3 separate regions of the Pan troglodytes genome follow, and regions 2 and 3 are each linked to region 1. The links are chromatin contacts, called in public Hi-C and HiChIP or PLAC-seq maps. All regions are on one chromosome and are shown on one strand. Each heading gives the region's core, a stretch centred on a gene start, on an enhancer-like site or on the middle of the called end of the contact. The rest is flanking DNA. Distances are from core to core; before and after follow the strand shown. Region 1 holds the start of JADE1 (jade family PHD finger 1). Region 2 holds the start of SCLT1 (sodium channel and clathrin linker 1). Region 3 has its middle 240 kb from the start of PGRMC2.

Region 1 (3,801 bases), core at 989-3,488:
GGGAGTTTGTGTGCCATTTTATCCCTTTATTTTTGTCATCCATTTTATTCAATACTTTCGTTGGTGCCTGATGTTTTTGATAGAAAAAGCAAATAAAAGAGTAAGCAGCAAATGTGAGTTAAAAAAAATTTTTTTTTGAGACAGAGTCTCGCTCTGTCGCCCAGGCTACAGTGCAGTGGCGTGATCTCGGCACACTGCAAGCTCCTCCTGCCGGGTTCACGCCATTCTCCTGCCTCAGCCTCCCCAGCAACTGGGACTACAGGCGCCCGCCACCACACCCGGCTAATTTTTTGTATTTTTAGTAGAGACGGGGTTTCACCGTGTTAGCCAGGATGGTCTGGATCTCCTGACCTCGTGATCCGCCCGCCTCTGCCTCCCAAAGTGCTGGGATTACAGGCATGAGCCACCGCGCCCGGTCGGCAAAAATTTTCTTAACATGAATGCGTGAAGTAAGCTGTTTGGAGTTTAGAAAAGTTGCAATTTTTGATGGAGAGAAAACCAAGAAGGAGTTGAGTGATGGCCGAGGGAGTGGACAACCTCCTACTGCCAGGGCCTCTACTCCTGAACTGTTATGAGGTTGCCTGATTCCTCTTAACAACCCTTCAGGTTAGGGGCCAGCTGTTAACTTAATTTTATTACCAGGGAAGAAACTGAGGCTCAGATAAAGTTCTTTTATCCCACAGGTACACAAACTGCTAACTGATAGAGCCAGATCCAGCCATGTCTGGCTACAAAGCCTGTGTACTTTAACTTCTACAGAGAGTATGTGCAAGGTGAACCAGTAAAAATAACAATAACTGAAGAGCAATACTAAGAATAGTAATAATGATAGTTAACACAGTGCTTTACATGTGTGATCGCTTTGAACAGGATTAAGTGAACACATGAATAGGACTGGCAGGGAGTCTTTCTACTCTTCATTAGCGAAACAGGAGAGGACATATACAGTACTTAGGATTTCCACTGGCTTACTTTGTTTTCTGAAAAATAACTGAAAGGCTCAATTAGTTTTGTTTTGTCGCATTTATCAGATTATAACGTTCTGGATGTGGGTCTGGATGTGGGTAGTTGGGCTGGTGTGGGATTACATGAAATCAAACCTGATATATTCAGAAAGATTCTTCCGGTGGACACATATGCCTTTTGGGTTCGATATTCAATTTTGTAATTAGTGATCACTGTTCCTATTTATTTATTTATTTTTTTGAGACGGAGTTTCGCTCTTATTGCCCAGGCTGGAGCACAATGGCGCATTATCGGCTCATCACAACCTCCACCTCCCGGGTTCAAGCGATTCTCCTGCCTCAGCCTCCCCAGTAGCTGGGGTTACAGGCATGTACCACCATGCCCGGCTAATTTTGTATTTTTTAGTGGAGACAGGGTTTATCCATGTTGGTCAGGCTGGTCTTGAACTCCCGACCTCAGGTGATCCGCCCACCTAGGCCTCCCAAAGTACTGGGATTACAGGCGTGAGCCACCGCGCCCGGCCTGAATGGGAGTTTTTAATCCGTACTTTTTTCTTATTGAAGTTGAATGCCATATACCCCTCTATTTCCCTAGATGAATCCATGAAAGAAGTATGTTGCCCTCTATATGAAAAAGCAAGCTTGTCTTCTGCAGAAAATCAGTAACCACTCGTTTTTACACATAAATACCCCCAAATGAATCTCCGATGACTGATCTGATACTAGTCTGCAATTCTAGTTTTAGCATTAGGCTCACTCCTCATATTTGGGAGAAGATGTCCAATTCTGTAGTAATGTGTAACATAAAGTGGTGTCAATTTATAAATAATATCTTCTAATGAATTAATGCTCATTTGCAATGATCACTTCCATACAAATTTAGGTAAAGATGTTATTCAGAATTCGATTATCTCTATTTAAAAATGTCATCCTAATGTGCAACTCCCTAAAACTGTTACTACAAACAACTATTTTGCCACTCAGCCTAAAAATAAAACCTTTCACCCAAATGACACATCTTAATAGCCATATTTTAATCTACGTAATTTTAAACTATTCTGAAAGAATCCATTTCTAGATGTCAGACAAGAGTTGAAACTGGGACAGCAGTTTGAAGGGGCTAATTTAAAAACCCACTTCCCTGCTTGGAGACACCTCAAGAATTTCTAGGCTCACAAGGTGGGTGAAGTAAGGAAAGAGACTAAGAGCTGAACAGTGCCGTTCTTTGCGAGCCCCTACTGGCGCAGGCTGAGCCGGCTGCGGCTAGGGCTGCGAAGAGTTAACGAGGGACCGAGCCCCCAGCGCCGCGGGCTCCCCGCATGCTCCCTCCGCCCTCCCGTCCCCACCCTCTCGTTTTGGCAAGGGATTAAAGTGCTCCCCCCTGTGGCAGCAGTGACCCAGAAATGAGTTTGATTCACATAGTCCTTCCTCCATAACAAGCCAAACGCCAGACCGAGAGTGCCTCCGTGCGCGAGTGCCCGGTGTGTGCGCGCCGGCGAGAGCAGGGGCCCGCCCGGCTCCCCGCCCGCCGCGGCCCGAACTCATGCAGCTCCGAGCGAGCGAGCGGCGCCCAGCCCAGCGCCTCGGCCGAACCCCTCCGCAGCAGGTACGCGCGCGGGCCGCGGGGGGCGCGCGGGGTGGGCGCGCCGCGCGTGTGTCCGCGCGTGTCCGCGTGTGGGTCCGTGTGCGCGTCCCGGTCCCGCGGCGGCGACGGCGGCGGCGGCGGCGGCGGCGGCTGCAGGACGAGCCGAGAGGCTCAGCCATATTTGATGGTTTTGTTGCTTTGCTCGGGAGTTCTCGGGAGTAATTTAATGCCGAAGGTCGCTGCCTAGTGGAAATAATATAGTACGTCATTAATATGGCGCCAAAAGATTGGGTTCTCGATATGTAGCGAGGAGGGAGGGAGGCAGCCGCTGAGCGCAGCGTTACTATCCCACCAGTAACTTGGGCATTGCCGGGGCGGGGGCCGGAGGAGGAGGAGAGGATGATTTTTGGATCCTGAGAATTGATCTATGTTGGATCAGTAAGTTTTATTATGATTTTTTTTTTCAAATTTGGGGGGCTGAAGACTTAGAGCTATTTCTTCTTTTGGATTTGCGAAGAACATGCGGTTTTCAGGTGAATCATCAATTAAACGCGTTTAGGAGCAGAAGCCCAGTTTAAGTTGGCTTTAGTTTATAGGTTTTTTTTTTTTTTTTTTTTTTTTTTTTTTTTTTTTAGAAAGCCAAAGTGCATTAGGCTGCATGAAAGTGGAAAGCATAGTAGCAACTTGGTAGACAGATGGCAATGGCAGAACGCAGGTTCGCGTACATATATGAATCCAGTGTGTGTGAGACCGTGTGTGTGGTGGGACTGTATTTGTCCAAACATAGGTGTGCGTAGGTACATCTGTGTGTGGTGGCCGCAGCCCTGGCTCTTGTCACCGCGTCACCACATGTCCAAAATATTCATTGCATCAATTCAAGGGCAGTGAGAGGGGGGTGGGGGTGGGGGTGGAGGGACAGTTTGGCAATTAGATTCTTCCGAACTGGGCTTCCAGTGATCAGATCTTTTACTTACAGCGCGACTGCTTGTAAAGTGTAAAACCCCTTAATCGATGAAATGGGGTAGGAGTTGGCGTTGGTAGAGCAAAGTACCGATTAATCGTGAACTTAAAGGGGATTGCAAATTGCAACCTTTGGCACCATCTGCACATTGTGGGGGTGGGGCCTCTTGGTCTCCTTGCTTCCTTAAATGAACGTGTAGTGTGTACCCCGGGACTGCAAGTTGCAGAGCCCTTCAGTGCACGTGTCTTGTGCCTGTGAGTCTGTGTTTGCGAGTTGGGGGCTGTTGTTCG
Region 2 (3,356 bases), core at 216-2,715, 290 kb after region 1:
CCACTCTCAATTGAATTCCTATAACCCATGCAATGGTCCAAACTCCTTAGCACAGAGAAGACAGGGCCCTTCACCATCCAGCCCCTTTCTACGCCTTCGACTTCACTTGCCATTTCCCTATATAAATATTCCAATTCAATTTACATCAATATTACACTCAAACCAGCCGTATTGCAAGTCTTTAACAAAGCATATTCCTAATCCCCTCAGTGTCACAAATATTGTTCTATTTGGGATGCCTAGAGTTTTTCATATAGTAAATTCATATTTGTACTGCACGTTTCAGCCCAATAGCACCTTCCTTGAACATATTTTAATAATAATCGTGTAATAGTTAATATTTGTTTAACACAATGTATCAGATACTATTCTAAATCCTTTACATATTTTAATATTCATTTAATCTTTCCAACAACCCTATGAGACTGTGGCAAAAGAGCCAGCAGTTGCTGCCACTTCAATATATTTTGGAATACATTTCCCTCCCCAAATTAAATTCTTGGAGGTAAAAACTGTCCTGTTTATCTTTGCAGCAGCTGTTCTTCCATAGTGTCTGGTACATAATAGAAACAGGAGAGTTCAATAAACATCTTTTTAATAAATGGCCAGAGAGCTGTGCCCCTAGATTTTAAATGCACACTTGGAAACTCCTGCTGGCCATTAGCCTTCTAATCTTCAGAGCACGAGAGGAGCATAACAAACATGTTTAGCGTCTAGTAGAATTCTGTGTAAGCTACAAGTACTACCACACGGTTCTGCTTAAATATACACACATCCTCACGTATAACATCAAGCTTTTTTTTTTTCCTGCAACTAACTTCTTTACCTCTTTACCAATTTAAATGTACCCAACCAGCATTCAAAAAAGATTTGTCGGTCAACGACGACGATATTAAACATTGTATATGAAGTCTCAAAAAAAACATGGAGCTTACTTTGCTCTCTCAGAAAGTCGATTTCTGCAGCCATTTCGATACAATTTTAGTTTGGAGCTTTCACCACCTTTACCTTCCTCTGAAAGACAGAGAGCTTGCTGTGCGGGAAAACAAAACTAAGCCAACGCTCGGTTGGTTGTCAAGCGCTCCAGCGGTGCAATCTGCATCCTACTCACGCGGCATCTACAGCCCCGCCACGCTTCTTTCCCCCGCGCCCCAGACGAGTCCCTGGCCCTGGGGAGAGACTGAAGATTGCTGGGGACTCCACGTTCAACCGAATCCCACGCTGGTGGGAAGAGGACGCGCTCGATACAGGCGTCCCGCGGGTCACTCTGGGTCTCGTCGGGCCACCTAGGAGAGTGCCGCGGGAGCTTGACGGCAGCCTGAGAGCGGCGTTCTACGCGGAGCGGCGGGGGTTGGAGAGGACGACGCCAAGACGGCTGGGAAGCCCCAGGCCAGCAGCGGAAGTCCACTCGGCCCGCCCTGCGACTTTGAAACCGGTGCCCCGGACCACTCCTTGGAGACGGTGACGCCTCTTGCGTCATCACGCGGGCGTTGGAGCTTACGCCATCGCGCGTCCTAGAGTCCTAGCACGCTATTGGCTGGCTGTCAAGCAATGGGAGGAGTCGTGAGAACCTGGATGACAGCGGGCTGAGCCACCGGCTTGGCGCGGCGGCCAAACTGGTGGGACAGTGTCTCCAGGTAGTGAGGCCCAACCTCTTTAAAACAAACAAACAAAAAACCAAAATGCAAACGTGAGTAGAGAATGAAATACACAGTTTAAATGCCCTCACTATCTTTGGGTTACTAATACACTAAGCCTTTCTGGACTAAGTAAAGGATGCAGGTTCCTGCGGCTAGGGATAGAAGCCAGACTGGCGTCTTCAGAATCTCCCACCAAGGCTGTACCTCTGGAGGAGTTCTGGGTTTGGATTTGGTCATCTCAAGAAGGTAAGTACCTTCTCGGTCTTTGTGGGTCTTTAGACAAAGGAGACAACTGTTGTTTAAATATTTAACTGTGTAGTAATAAAGCGTGTAGTTAGAAGTACTCAAAAGATCTTGCAAATTCAGCAGCTACTTCTTCAAAGATAAGCTTGTTTCCTCAAATATAAGGAAAGATAAGAGGTACTTTTTTTTGCAAAAAACAAAACGGTGAAACTTACATTTGTGGATAGATTACAATTTTCATTTTTGAAAATTAATTTTGTCTGGACTTAAAACGTATTTTTTTTAAAAAAATCATTTAACATTAGAGGAAATCTCACCACTAGCAACAAAAATGTTAACTTGAAGCTAGCCACTAGTTTTGTGCTTTTAATAAATTGTATTTTTATGGACTGAAGTAAAGTTTCACTAAACAGGCATGTCATAGATGCAGCTTGATTTGGCTTTCTGTTTAACAGCTTAAGAGTTTTGTTGTCCCGTACTCATAATGTCATATAAACAAAGTAACCTTAGCGATATGTGTTAAGAAATTTAAAAAATGTATTCAAATATATGCAGTTAGGCATCTGAAGGCCTTACTAAATACTCACTGTTAATAGAATGAGATGGTCCCTTCCTCTAAAGACTAGCTGTTAAATATGGATGTGTAGCTTAATAATCATTGAAAAGGTCTAATCCAGCTTTGAGTCGGTGATAATTGAACTTGTTCTGATTTTTAGTAGCTATAACGTTTACACAAAAACTTTTTGTGTAAACGTTATAGCTAAGGGAAAATTGAGTGTGCAAGGTCCAACTCGTTTTTGAAGTTCAGTATATGACTCTTTCTTCATAAACATCTCACTGACTCTCCAAGGACTTGCTTGTAACTTCTCCCACATTTGAACCTTGTATATTGTCGTATTTCTACTTGGCATCAAATAAATAATTATAGACTTAACTCTACGCTTACACCCAAACTGGATGGAAGCAAATACCTTCTGGCTATAATTGATGAGTGGTATTTACATAAAGTGAATATCTCAGGTGAAAACTTTTATGTCTGCACTCGAATTTTTTAGCTTACATGATCATAATTATGATCATGATAGTTTTTTGTTTTTGCGTTTGTGTTTGTGGTTACAAGATTTTAGTAGTTGAATTTTAATGGAGTATTTTCAACATAAGTTTCATCATTAGGAAACAAAATTGTGATGATTTCACTTATCCTTAAAGGATCCCCTCTCATGTTCCTCCTTTTCACATCTCCTGAGTTCTCTATCCACTTCTCCCAAGGTAGGTGTCACCTTAGTACTTACTTCATGCTCCTTCCTGCATTATCTATCATGTTTTGTAGTTTGTCTCCAGGCTCCATCATAATACCTGGAACACAGTGTTGATTAAATATCTGATGGAAGGAATGAAAGAATTCAGTGGATGTTCATGAAAAGTATCTATTAGTATAAATTGAGTACAAGGAATGACAAGCGGAAATGTATG
Region 3 (3,480 bases), core at 176-2,675, 290 kb before region 1:
TGCATCCTTCCCAGGATATCAGGAGGCTTAGAGCAATATCTGCAAAATGTTGGCGATTGCTGAAACGCAGCGCTACAGCATCCATGGGGTCTTGCCCTTCTTCAACCATTCAGTAAATAGCACTCAGTAGAGATTCTGGCTGAGGATACTTGTTTTCAAAACAACAGCCCTGAGCCAACCTTTTTAAGTAGCTCCATATGTTTTTATGGAGAGTTTATGGATTGTGGCCTTCGGAATTCTTTTGTTTATCACTGGGAATTCAAGTCCTGAAAGCTGCTAACTAACCATGAGGTCTGCTGGTTATACAAGCTGTTGGACCTCTTAAGGACGTTGACATAAGGACCACTTTCTGTGAAATAAGAATTAGTGGTTTAAAAAGAGTGCACTTAACAGTATCATGTAAGTATCAGTTTCTGTATGTCATTACTAGCCAGGCTTTTTTTAAAAAACTGGACTGTGCTGCCTTGTGTGTACATTTAAATGAGGCCCTTAAAGGGAAATCTGAGCAATGTCTTCAAACAAAGACTTATAATCAGAAGGGTCTTTTTAAAAAAAAAAAAAAAAAAGAATAACTATCTTCAGCAGACCTAAAACCAGGATGGAAAGGTGGATACTTCCCCACCTGGGCCCCAAAGCAGGGCCCTTCAAAATACTGAAGGTCCAGCATTCCCTGGGCAATTCTTCCTCCTTCTCTGTCCTCCCCACCCCCATCAATACCCAGCTTGCAGTGATATTCTTTTACCCTTTACTAATCTAATGCCAAACACATGTAGGTTCTATCCTGTTTCCAGGAAAGAGGTTTCCATGAATTGCCTCATCAGCCTTACTAATAGCTACAATATATGGAGCACTTTGTGCCCAGCACTCGATTCCTTTTATACTTGATATCTTTTCATCCTTTCTTCACAATAGCCCCATGAGGTGGGTGCTATAATTATTTCTAATTTTACAGATAAGGAAACCAAAGCTCAGAGAGTCTGAGCAATTTGCTTAAAGTTGCTTAACAGCTGTATTAGCCTACTACTTATAATTCGACTACCTGTGTCGAAGGCTACATAAATTCAGGTCGCCTGACTCAAAGCTCTTATTCAACGTGCTAGCCTCCTTCCCACTAGATCTCATAAGATCTAGCTTGATCTCTAAGGCTCCATTCCAGCTTGGAAGAACTATGGTTCTTCTCCAGTGTCAGTTGTGTTGCTGTTCATGTTGTTTTCATGTAAAACAATGTAAGAAAGAGGCTGATAATCTCCCTCCATGAAACAGTTCTTCACACATTTAAAATCATCCATGGCTGATCGTAAATGCTTCTCCAGAGAGTGAATGGTCATGGCTGGTGCAGAAGGGTAACACTCTGGAAAGGCGGATGTGAGACCTGGCAGCTCTGCCTGGGTACACATAGCTTAGGGCTGACAAGTGAGTCAGCAGAAGTGAGCAGACAATACTGCATTGGGTTTTAACATGATGAGTCAGCCTTGCTATCTGGCCAGCTTCAGTGCAGCCCCCTGAAGTTTTAACAGAATATTAATTGCCCTTTCACTTCCCATTCCACACAGCTGGGTGGGATTGCTACCAGCCACACTGTTGAGAAGTTACACATTTTAGCCCAGCCTAGAAAGGTTTCCTGTGGTGGGTGAAATGACAACATGCACAAAGGTCAAACTCCAGATGTGGGAATCTGACCTTTTCTCCTCTTGGGGAAAACATTGCCTCGTTATAATCTCAAAAGATTTTTGGTACAGGTTTAAGGCTAGAGTCTACTGAAAGATCCAAACTCCTCTAACATAGAGGATGCCAGCCTGTTTCATGTAAATTTATCCAAGGCTTTGAGACCACCTACAAAATTCCTGAGCCAAGGGACCAGGGAATGTAGGCGAATGTTTAGGCATTTCTGAAGGAGGGAGCTAGACCTAGAAGTTGCTGCTTGCTCCTAGAAGTTGGAAGGCATTTCAAGATGAGGAATGAGTTGTTTCTGGATTGATGCCTTCACTGGCTAGAAATGCCAGCGGGTGGTGGGAAGAGTACATGGCAGGATGATGAGGAGTTTCCCATTCATTCATTCATTTATTCATCTGTGTATTCATTTTACAAAAATTCATATCAGATTTGCAAAATTCACTCACAATACACTCAGAGATAATAAAAAATGTAACAACTTTTTTTATTAACTGGTGGAATATTTCTCTCAAATTTCCACCACTGGACCCCAGAGTGGGAATTCAATTTTAGCCCAATCTTGTAAACTTAGTTCCAATGTAATTATCTAGGTTGAGCTAAAAGTTTCTTTTCATCTTTCAGGTTTCCTCTTCATGCCTCTACTCCTATGCAGTTTGACCTCTCAGTGTGCAGCTGGTGATAGATGGAAACCCTTGTTCATAAGCTTTGTGGCACTGTCGGCAGGATGAGGGGACTTCTGGATCCTCACTGGTCACTGTGGCAGAGTGGTTGGTGTTGTCTGCTCCCTAGACAGGAACCCACTGAAGAATCTGACATTTTTTGATATGCTGGCATTCATTGTTACAGCCCATCAACCCAGCCATCAATCCAGGACATGGGGTCCGTGCCCACGGTGGGAAGGAGGAGGAGGAAGCTGGCTTTGTTCTGACCTTAGGCTTCTGCTCCACCAGTACTTTCTGTGGGGGAAATAGGTAAAGAAATGGCTGTTCAGATGAGAAGATGTGTCAGTAAACTTTTGCTACAGTGATGCTGCAAAACAAATCACTGGTGACTTTCAGTGGCACACAGCAATAAACATTTATTTAGCTCAGGGATTGACAATCTTTTTTTTTTTTTTAAAGGGCCAAATAGTAAATATTTTAGGTGTTTCAGGCCATACAGTCTCTGAACTCTGAACTTGTAGCACAACAGTAGCCTTAGATGCTATGCAAATGGAGGAGCATGACTGTGTTCCAATAAAACTTTATTTATGGACACTAAAATTGGAATTTCATGGAATTTTTATATGTTAAGAAATATTATACTTTGATTTTTTTCAACCACGAAGTTGAATGGTCTGTGAGTTTTTTTCACAAGTCATACAAAAACAGATGGTGGGTCAGACTTGGCCCATGGCCATAGTTGGCTGAACCTTGATTTAGCTCATGAATCTGCTCTGGGTTGGGCTCGGCTGCTCTGCGCTGCACTCATCTGCAGTCGGCTGTGAGTTGGCTAGGCAGCTCTGCTGGTGGTGCCAGGGCTCATTCACATGTATGGGGATTGTTTGCCATTGGCTGATCCACAGTAGCCTTGGCTGGGATGGCTGCGGCACGTTGGCTCTGCTATGTGAGTAGCCAGCAGGTCAGCCTGAGCATGCTCTCTTAGCAGTGGTGGAGACATGTGAATCTAAGTGGAAATGTGCAAGCACTTTCAGAAACCTCTGCCTGAATTATGTTTGCCAACACCCCATGAGACAAAATCAGTCACCAGGCTAAAGCCACAGTCAGGTGAGTTGGGGCAGAATGCCCCTCAGATTGAGAGGGCACT

What was found. A called contact is a pair of places that touch in the nucleus more often than the background predicts. HiChIP or PLAC-seq counts read pairs in DNA pulled down with a chosen protein or histone mark.
Region 2: a contact with region 1 is called in an H3K4me3 HiChIP or PLAC-seq map of stem cell-derived excitatory neurons, with 2.8 times the contacts expected there. The contact joins the promoter of SCLT1 here to the promoter of JADE1 in region 1. A contact is called at or near these places in 1 of 7 Hi-C or Micro-C datasets (stem cell-derived neural progenitor cells) and 1 of 1 datasets of contacts at active chromatin or transcription factors (stem cell-derived excitatory neurons).
Region 3: a Hi-C map of stem cell-derived neural progenitor cells shows a contact between it and region 1, with 2.3 times the contacts expected there. The contact joins the enhancer-like site here to the promoter of JADE1 in region 1. A contact is called at or near these places in 1 of 7 Hi-C or Micro-C datasets (stem cell-derived neural progenitor cells) and 1 of 1 datasets of contacts at active chromatin or transcription factors (stem cell-derived excitatory neurons).

What each region holds. Positions count from the first base shown.
Region 1 is chr3:129,972,728-129,976,528 of NHGRI_mPanTro3-v2.0_pri, forward strand. It overlaps JADE1 (jade family PHD finger 1), which reads left to right and starts at 2,239. Exons shown (of 11, transcript XM_001158814.6): 1 at 2,239-2,571.
Region 2 is chr3:130,258,673-130,262,028 of NHGRI_mPanTro3-v2.0_pri, forward strand. It overlaps SCLT1 (sodium channel and clathrin linker 1), which reads right to left and starts at 1,466. Exons shown (of 22, transcript XM_063809861.1): 1 at 936-1,466. The coding sequence starts at 969. C4H4orf33 (chromosome 4 C4orf33 homolog) reads left to right here and starts at 1,456. Exons shown (of 7, transcript XR_010156704.1): 1 at 1,456-1,886.
Region 3 is chr3:129,683,161-129,686,640 of NHGRI_mPanTro3-v2.0_pri, forward strand. No RefSeq gene overlaps it. Among named protein-coding and RNA genes, the nearest start is that of PGRMC2, 240 kb to the left of the region's middle. Within about 2 kb of position 1,426, at least 6 of the 24 cell types and tissues checked have an H3K27ac peak or open chromatin away from gene starts, as enhancers often do. A contact at or near this core is called in stem cell-derived neural progenitor cells, where this site is marked.